Regions from separate parts of the Canis lupus genome. Here region 1 is linked to region 2. Evidence: chromatin contacts called from public Hi-C data. All regions are on one chromosome and are shown on one strand. The core of a region is the stretch at or near the end of the contact, and the rest is flanking DNA. Distances in the headings are between cores, read along the strand shown.

Region 1 (4,178 bases), core at 170-2,669, 100 kb before region 2:
CAGGTTGATTATAATGTTATCAATTTACACCTTAAATTGCGCAGTGGAGTTGGCTTAGGGTTGAAGATAAAACCCAGTTTCCCTGGCAAAGATAACTGATTACATAGTTTATTGTGGACTAGGCCTTTTCTCTGACCCAGCTGTGTGACCTTGGCCAGATCACTGTACCAGTCAGGTCACCTCTACAAGCCCTCCCTTATCATTCTGCCAGGACATCCCAGGCCCAGTGGATCTGAGTCCTTGTTCTATTATCCTGTCATGGTTGAATCATGCCTAGATCACTCTAAGAAGTCATTTGCAGAGTGAGGACACCTAGGTGGCACGATCATGTGTTATGTAAGGAGATACTGGGGAAGCTTCCTACATGACCCTTCTGCTTCTGTTTACGATTTACAGGGTAGAGAGAGTTTGATCCTGCCATTCCTCTGCTCGGAAGCCTGCAGTATAGCCTATCTCACCCAGAACCAAAGCCAGTGCTTACTTATGGGGGGTCCACCAAGCCCTGAATGATCTGCTCTCCTCTGTCTCTGCGGTCCACACACCAACCTTCTCATTGTTCTTGCCACACTCTGGGCAACCTGCCAACCCACCATCCCCTGTCTGGAATGCTCCTGCACACGGGGCCTGGCCTCGCCCCTCACCTCCTTCAGGTTTTTGCTCAAAATGGCATCTTCCCAGGGAGGCCTGCTTGGGTCTCTCTCTGCAACGTTGCAAACTTCATGCCTCTTCCTGGCTGCATTTTGCTCCATAGATCTTATTATCTTTTTCCCCTAAAATATTATGAATGTAGGAAGGAATATTGTTTGTAAACATGTATGATATAAAAACCAGGGACACTGTGTGTAGGTTCTACCGCGAGTTATATTCTCTTCCCCGAACCAGTGGTTCCTGGTCTAAAAGGCCAAAGCTTGGAGTTTTATGGTGAGTACCTTCTAGGATCATGTGCCTTCAGGAAATCCAACATTACTACTCAGTGCCTGAACAACCTTGCATGGATATTTTCAGCGCCAGGCACTCTGGGTTGGAAATATTAATAGTTGTCACTTCTGCGCGTGCAGTGACTCATTCAGTCATTCAGCAAACATCTATTGGACGCCTTCGATGTGCCAGTTCCTACGGACCCAGCTGCCGAACCCAAGCCGAGCGAGCTGTCACAGGCGTCTCCTCTGCACACCCGGGGTCCGGGCCTCGGGTGGGGGTGGCGGCGCGCCCTGCACACCGGCTCGCTGCACACGCAGGGTCCACGCCTCGGGTGGGGGTGGCGGCGCCCCCTGCACGCGCGGGGCCCGGGCCCGGGGTGGGGTAGCGGTTCGGGGCGCAGGGAAGCTCTCCGGTCCCGCCAGCAGGGGGGGCGCTGCCGCCCGCCCGCCCGCCCGCCGCGGCGGCCCGGCTCCTAGGCTCGCTCCCGAGCGCGCCCCCGCCCTCCGCGTCACGTGACGCTGCCGCGGAACCCGAGCCGCCGGGCCTAAGCCGAGCTAAATTCGTTGCGGGTGGCCGCCGCGGGTGGAACCACAAAGGCTAATCCGAAGGATCGGGGGTGCTCGCGGCGTCGATGCTTCCTCGTGCAAGTCAGGTCGCCTCCTGCTGCCTCCTCCCCACTCGCCGCTGCCGACTCCCCGGGCGTTTGCATGAGCTCTTTGGCGTGGGCAAGCCCCGGTGACCATGTAGGGGGACGAGCGAGGCCGCTCCAGTGCCCGGGACGAGGTCAGCGCTGTGGGCACGCCCCCGCGGCGCCCCGTGCACCCCCCGTGCCGGCCCGCGGGCCGCTCGGCTCTGCTGGGCAGCCGGGCCTCCGCCTGGGGCCTGGCCCCGAGCGCCACGAAATCTCGCGCCGTCTCGCGAGAGGCGAAGTTGAAGGAACATGGCGACGTCGAATCTGTTAAAGGTAAGACCCTCCGGCCAGCCCGGGTCGGACTCCGCGGCCGCCGGCGCTGGCTCTCCGGCGGAGGCTCGGTTCGGGTTCGGCGGCCAAGGGTGGGAGGGCTCGGGGGTTGTCCGCCGCGGGGGAGGTCGGGGAAGTGGCCGCCGGCGGCCGGAACGCGGGTCTGTGGCCTTGGGGCCGGGAGGCTCGGACGGTCCGTCCCGCCGGCCGGCGCGGGGAGGGCGGGGAGGCCGGGGGCTGCCCAGCAGGGGCGGGGAGGGCGGGGAGGCCGGGGGCCGGCGCGGGGAGGGCAGGGGCGGGGCGGGCAGGGGCAGGGGCAGGGGCAGGGGCCCCGGAGCCGGGAGGACGGGAGCCCGGCCGAGGGCAGGGGCCCCGGCGCAGGGAGGGCAGGGGACGGGGACGGGGCCGGGGCCGGGCCTGGGAGCCGCTGTGGCCCCGGTGCGGGGTGGGCAGAGGCCCGGGAGCCACCGTGGCCCCGACGCGAGTAGATGCTGGGCGCTCACCCGCTGGGCCGCAGCTCTCCGCGGGCTCCGCTGCTTCTTGCGGCGAGAGTCCCAGGCGAGCGAACCGGAAACCCGAGGAGGCGCTGCCCAGGGGGTCTCGGCCTCGACTGGCCCCCGCCTTCCCCGTGCCTGTGGGCCTCGTCCCGGCGCACGCAACTCCGGGGCGCGCAGCTCGCGGTGCCTTCCCCCGCGCTCGCGCCCTCCCGCTGTGCTCGCTGTGCTTCCCTCGTGGCTCCCAAGCCCGAGTTCCTATTTCTTCTGTTTTTCCTCGGGAAACTACCCCGCACGCAGCCCGAGGGCAGCACGCCGTCCGGTGATGCGGGGGAGGCGCTCCCAGCCTTTCAGAGCTCCGCGCCGCCACCGGATCAAGACCAGGGTTAAAGTTAGTTTTGTGTCTGTGTCAGTGGGGTGGCCCCGGGGATGGAGGCCCAGAGGGGCAGAAAGCCGGGAGGGGAATAGGAACGCAGGGCACAGGGACAACAGACAGAATGGAAAATACAGAGAAGTAGGCTGCAACCTCACGTAGGACTCCTTTCCACTACCGATAATTGCCTAACTGATGGGACTGTTCTATGAAAAGTAGACCGAATTTTACTAATTTAACAGGCAGTCTGTCTTCTTTCAAAAGGAGGAGGGGCTTAGCACGAAACTCTATCTGCCACTTAGAAGCTGTGTGACTTTGGGCAAGTTTCTTAACTTCTCTGTGCCTAGGTTTCCTTAGCAGTAAAATGGCACCATCAGTAGCACCTATTTCACGAGCATTGTTAAGGTCGATGTTAACGTATGTAAAATGCTTAAAACAGTGACTGGCACTGAGTTAGTACACAGTCCCCGTAAATAACCAGGATTACTACCGCGGTGGCTTCTCTGAGAAAACGAATTTAGAACAGGATAGCAAAGTTCTAGTAGATGCAGAGAGAAAACTTGTTTACTTTCTAAAGACTCCTGTTGGAGCTTCTCAGATGTTTACATAAGCAGTAGCTAATGTTATTCATTGAAGCGTTTGAAAAGTAATTGGGTTCCTGATTCGTTGTGATTTTTTTTTTTTTCTTTCTTTGACTTGATTACTTGGATGTAAAGCAAGATCTTTTTCCCTCAAAAATTCTGTCTCAGGAAGGAGCAAGTCACTGTATTGTACTCCATACGAAGCCTTACAAAGGATTGTTTGGAGAAGGTGCACATCTGAAGCTACTTGGGTAAACACTAGTGAGTGCTTACCTCGTGGAGATTATGAATATACATAGCCAACACACATCTATAGAATTAAAGAAACCACTCAAATGTATAGAAAATGAGCACTTAGGACTTAGGTTAAAGAGTTCACAAGGGAAAAAAAAAAGAAAAAGGTCACAAGGATTCAAAAAGTTCTGTAACTCAGACAAATTTTATAAATTAAAGGAAGGTGATAATGCTTTGAAAAAATCAGGTAAATGATTCATTCACTCTAGTGAGCATGAAGACAGATGCCATAGATACACTGGAAAATTTTCGATGGAATTGTTTTATGAGGTGTTGAAAAGGGAGAGAAAGAATTTCTGAATCTTATTTTACATAGTATGTGATTTTAAATACATGTAAATAACGTCCTATAATGGACATTAATCAAAAGACGTTTGATTTTTCTGTCAATACCATCAAAAGCTTACATGTTGAAGATGGCCAGTAAAACTTTTTTTCTTTTTTCTTTCCATATTGGGAATAGGGAGGGGGTTGTCTCATTCATACTTAAAGAAGTAAGTAGCTAATTAAAAAGTGGAAAGTTTGTCTTGGAGAAATGCAATGAGACCCTACCA
Region 2 (3,669 bases), core at 183-2,682:
TCATAAATAAATAAAAATTAAAAAAAATAAAAAGGGCAAATTTGTAATTTTATATAATTTTTTTTCTCAGACTCCCCAAAATATCAAAAGTTGGATCCAGTCCTGCTAAAACAATGCAAAAAGAAGGCTGTCGGCAGGCACTCAAATGTGCGGTCAGTGAATGAGAGCATGTGTGTTTGAGAATAGCGTAGATTGAACAGAGGTCAATGTTTTAACCTTCGAATGAGGAGCCTTTATTTTCTAATTGTTTATTCTAAGCTGTAAAATCAAATATGGACTTTCTATACCATTACACTTCTGTTTTGACCCATGGACAGTCTGGAGTCTTAGATTCTTACTTATAAACTTTTATGAATGTCTGATTTTTTAAAAAGACATCCATGTAAATATACGCAATTCTTGGTGTAAATTTTAAGAAATCATGATCAGAAATCATGACGTCCTACAGTGAGTAGAAAGAGTACGTAGCAGCTTCTCTCTGACCTGGTCATGATCTAAGGTCACACGTGCTGATCCAAACTTAGATCTGCTCTCCTCTTTGGCTGCCAGCCTGAAGCATGACAGGTGGCTTCCCTGGATGTTAGGGAGTTTGCTGTTTTCATTCCTTGATTCAAGAAATCCAGCGTTTCTCCTCTTACGTTGTGGTTACGGAGGCAGACTGATGGTGCTTGGACGTTTCCTCAATAGTGGCTGATGTTTGAAGCTTAGCAGTGGGAATGGAGAGGATAAGGAGGTCTGAGGAAAGAGCTGAATTTGCACTAAGCCAGGTTGGGAAATCACTCCTTGTTGAGACAAGTACGGGGCCTCCGAGGAAGAGCAGATGGGGCATTTGGGTGGCTCAGTTGGTGAAGCGTCTGCCTTCGGCTCAGGTCATGATCCTGGGGTCCTGGGACTACTTACCCCGAGGGGAGTCTGCTTCTCTCTCTGCCTTTGCCCCTCCCTCCACTCTTGCTATCTCTTTCTCTCTCTCAAATAAATAAAAAATCTTAAAAAAAAAAAAAAAGTGGAATCTGGGATTACCTTCACGCGGCCATCTCCCTGTGGCTGCTGCAGGTGTCCTCTACCTCCACCATTCTCAGCAGATGCTTTGAGAAAATAGCAGAGGAAATGTGACCTTCAGGCGTGAACTTCTGCAACTTGCCTTCCCTCCCATCCAGGCTTGCCTGGTGGTGCACATCTTCCCCCGCCTGCCTGTCCTCGCTTCTCACTCGGGACGACTCGTTCACTTTCTCACTGAAACTCCATCTCCTGCTTCCTGGGTTTTGCTCCCCAAATCCAAGTATCTGCTATACCTTCCAAACAGCCTCTGGTTATTTCTTCCTTTGCCTACAACCGCGGTTAGTATAGTTTCGGTCCTTGGACAGCAGCGTTACCGCTTGAGAACTTGGAAAGCACAAGGTCGAGCTCCCCGCATCTGCGGGAGCTGGGAGGGCCCAGCAAGCCTCGGGGCCGCGGACACGCAGTGGGTCTGAGACCCGCTAACAGACACGTTCGAGAGGCCGCCGAGGCCGCCGTCCCCTACCTCGCTGGCGCTGTGACCTCAGTTTGTTCTGTTTTCTTCTAAACATCTCGGAAGTGTCGCCCGCAGTCTCCCACTTCGTGCTCCTTGCCGTAGGTCCGCACTGGTTCTGTGCCAACGTCATCGTCCCTGTTGCTTCATCAAAGGTTCTTCAATCTTCCTCTTACTTGATCTCCTTACAGCACTTGCAACTTTTAAATTTAAATTCCAGTGAGGGGATCCCTGGGTGGCGCAGTGGTTTGGCGCCTGCCTTTGGCCCAGGGCGCGATCCTGGAGACCCGGGATCGAATCCCACATCAGGCTCCCAGTGCATGGAGCCTGCTTCTCCCTCTGCCTGTGTCTCTGCCTCTCTCTCTCTCTCTCTCTCTCTCTCTCTCTCTCTCTCTCTCTGTGACTATCATAAAAAAAAAAAAAAGTGTAAATTCCAGTGAGTTAACATACAGGGTAATATTAGTTTCAGGTGTACAATGTAGTGACTCAGCACTTCCCCAGGGGAGCCGGTGCTCATCGCGACAGGTGCGCTCCTCCATCCCCAGCACCTGTTCCCCCCGCCCGCCCCCCACTCCTCCTCTGGTGCCCAGCAGTGTGTTCTCCGTAGTTAAGGATCTGTTTCTTGGTTTGTCTCTTTGTTTATTCCTTTCATGCATTTGTTTTGTGTCTCAAACTCCACACACAGCAGTTCCCAGTTAGTGAATTCATTTCAAGCCCTGGTGTCCGATGCATTCTGGCTTCATCTCACACTTTCCGAGCTCTGCTCTCCTTCCCTGGCTCCTCCTCAGACTTTTCCTCGGATTCCCTCCTCTTGCGGAGCCACATGAGCTTCCACTCCCTTCCTCTTGCTTCCACCACCGTCTGCATGTGGGTGCTCCACACTGTGTCCAGCCCAGGCTTTCCCTGCCAGGAGCAACGGGTCTTTCTGGCTTGTTCTTGAACATTTTACCATATGTCACAAACTTGCTCTACTTAGGAGCTAACTCAGTCCCCCAAGTTAGTTACCTTGATCGAATTTGCTACCACTTCCCTCCCCAACCCACTATTAATTCTACTTCTGTTTTATATCCACAATCGACCTTCGTTTACCCTTACTTTTACTGCGTTTGCTGAATATAAAACATTTTATGTCGTGCTTAAACCATCTCAGGTAGGGCAGCCCCGGTGGCGCAGTGGTTTAGCGCCGCCTGCAGCCCAACCCGTGGTCCTGGAGACCCTGGATTGAGTCCCACGTCGGGCTCCCTGCATGGAGCCTGCTTCTCCCTCTGCCTGTGTCTCTGCCTCTTGTGTGTCTCTTGTGAATAAATAAACAAAATATATTTTTTTAAAAAGCAATAGAAAATACTGTTAAGCTGAGGATGCATCTAACACACCTAATCTACCTAACTTCATAGCTTTCTGTAGCCTACCTTAAATTTGCGTTAGCCTCTAGTTGGGCAAAATCATCCCATTTTATAATGAAGCATTGAGGGGCATCTGGGCAGCTCAGTTGGTGAAGTGTCTGCCTTCGGCTCAGGTCATGATCTCAGGGCCCTGGAATTGATTCCCCCATCGGGTTCCCTGCTTAGTGGGGAGTCTGCTTCTCCTTCTCCCTCTGCCCTTGTGCTCTCTCACTCTGTCAAATAAATACATAAAATCTTTTTTAAAATACATAATAAGGGATCCCTGGATGGCACAGCAGTTTGGCGCCTGCCTTTGGCCCAGGACGCAATCCTGGAGACCCGGGATCGAATCCCACGTCGGGCTCCTGGTGCATGGAACCTGCTTCTCCCTCTGCCTGTGTCTCTGCCTCTCTCTCTCTCTCTATCATAAATAAATTAAAAAATTAAAAAAAACATAATAAAATGTTGAAAGTTCATGTAATTTATTGAATGCTGTGTTGAAAGTGACAGAATGGTTGTCAGTATATCAATTGTTGACCGTAGGGGTTGCAGGGCTGGCTGGGAGCTGCCCAGCATCAGGGGACAGGATGGACCCCTGGCCAAAGAAGATCAGCGTTTCACATGCCAAGTGCAGTTTATACTGATGTGCATCACCTTCGCACCACTGTGGAGTTGGAACACCATAAGTTGAACCGTGTCAGGGACCTCTGTATTTGGCTCATGTCGATTGACTGGGTTTGCATATCTGGCTTTAAGAGAACAAGGAAATCACTGGAG

The links. Hi-C and Micro-C count contacts between places; a contact is called where the count stands out from the background.
Region 1: a Hi-C map of blood shows a contact between it and region 2, with 5 times the contacts expected there. The contact joins the promoter of CUL5 here to the enhancer-like site in region 2. A contact is called at or near these places in 2 of 9 Hi-C or Micro-C datasets (both in blood).

The regions. Positions count from the first base shown.
Region 1 is chr5:24,522,733-24,526,910 of UU_Cfam_GSD_1.0, reverse strand. CUL5 (cullin-5) reads left to right here and starts at 1,419. Exons shown (of 20, transcript XM_038536286.1): 1 at 1,419-1,856; 2 at 1,859-1,885. The coding sequence starts at 1,629.
Region 2 is chr5:24,423,189-24,426,857 of UU_Cfam_GSD_1.0, reverse strand. No RefSeq gene overlaps it. Among named protein-coding and RNA genes, the nearest start is that of ACAT1, 8.3 kb to the right of the region's middle. Within about 2 kb of position 1,432, at least 5 of the 20 cell types and tissues checked have an H3K27ac peak or open chromatin away from gene starts, as enhancers often do. A contact at or near this core is called in blood, where this site is marked.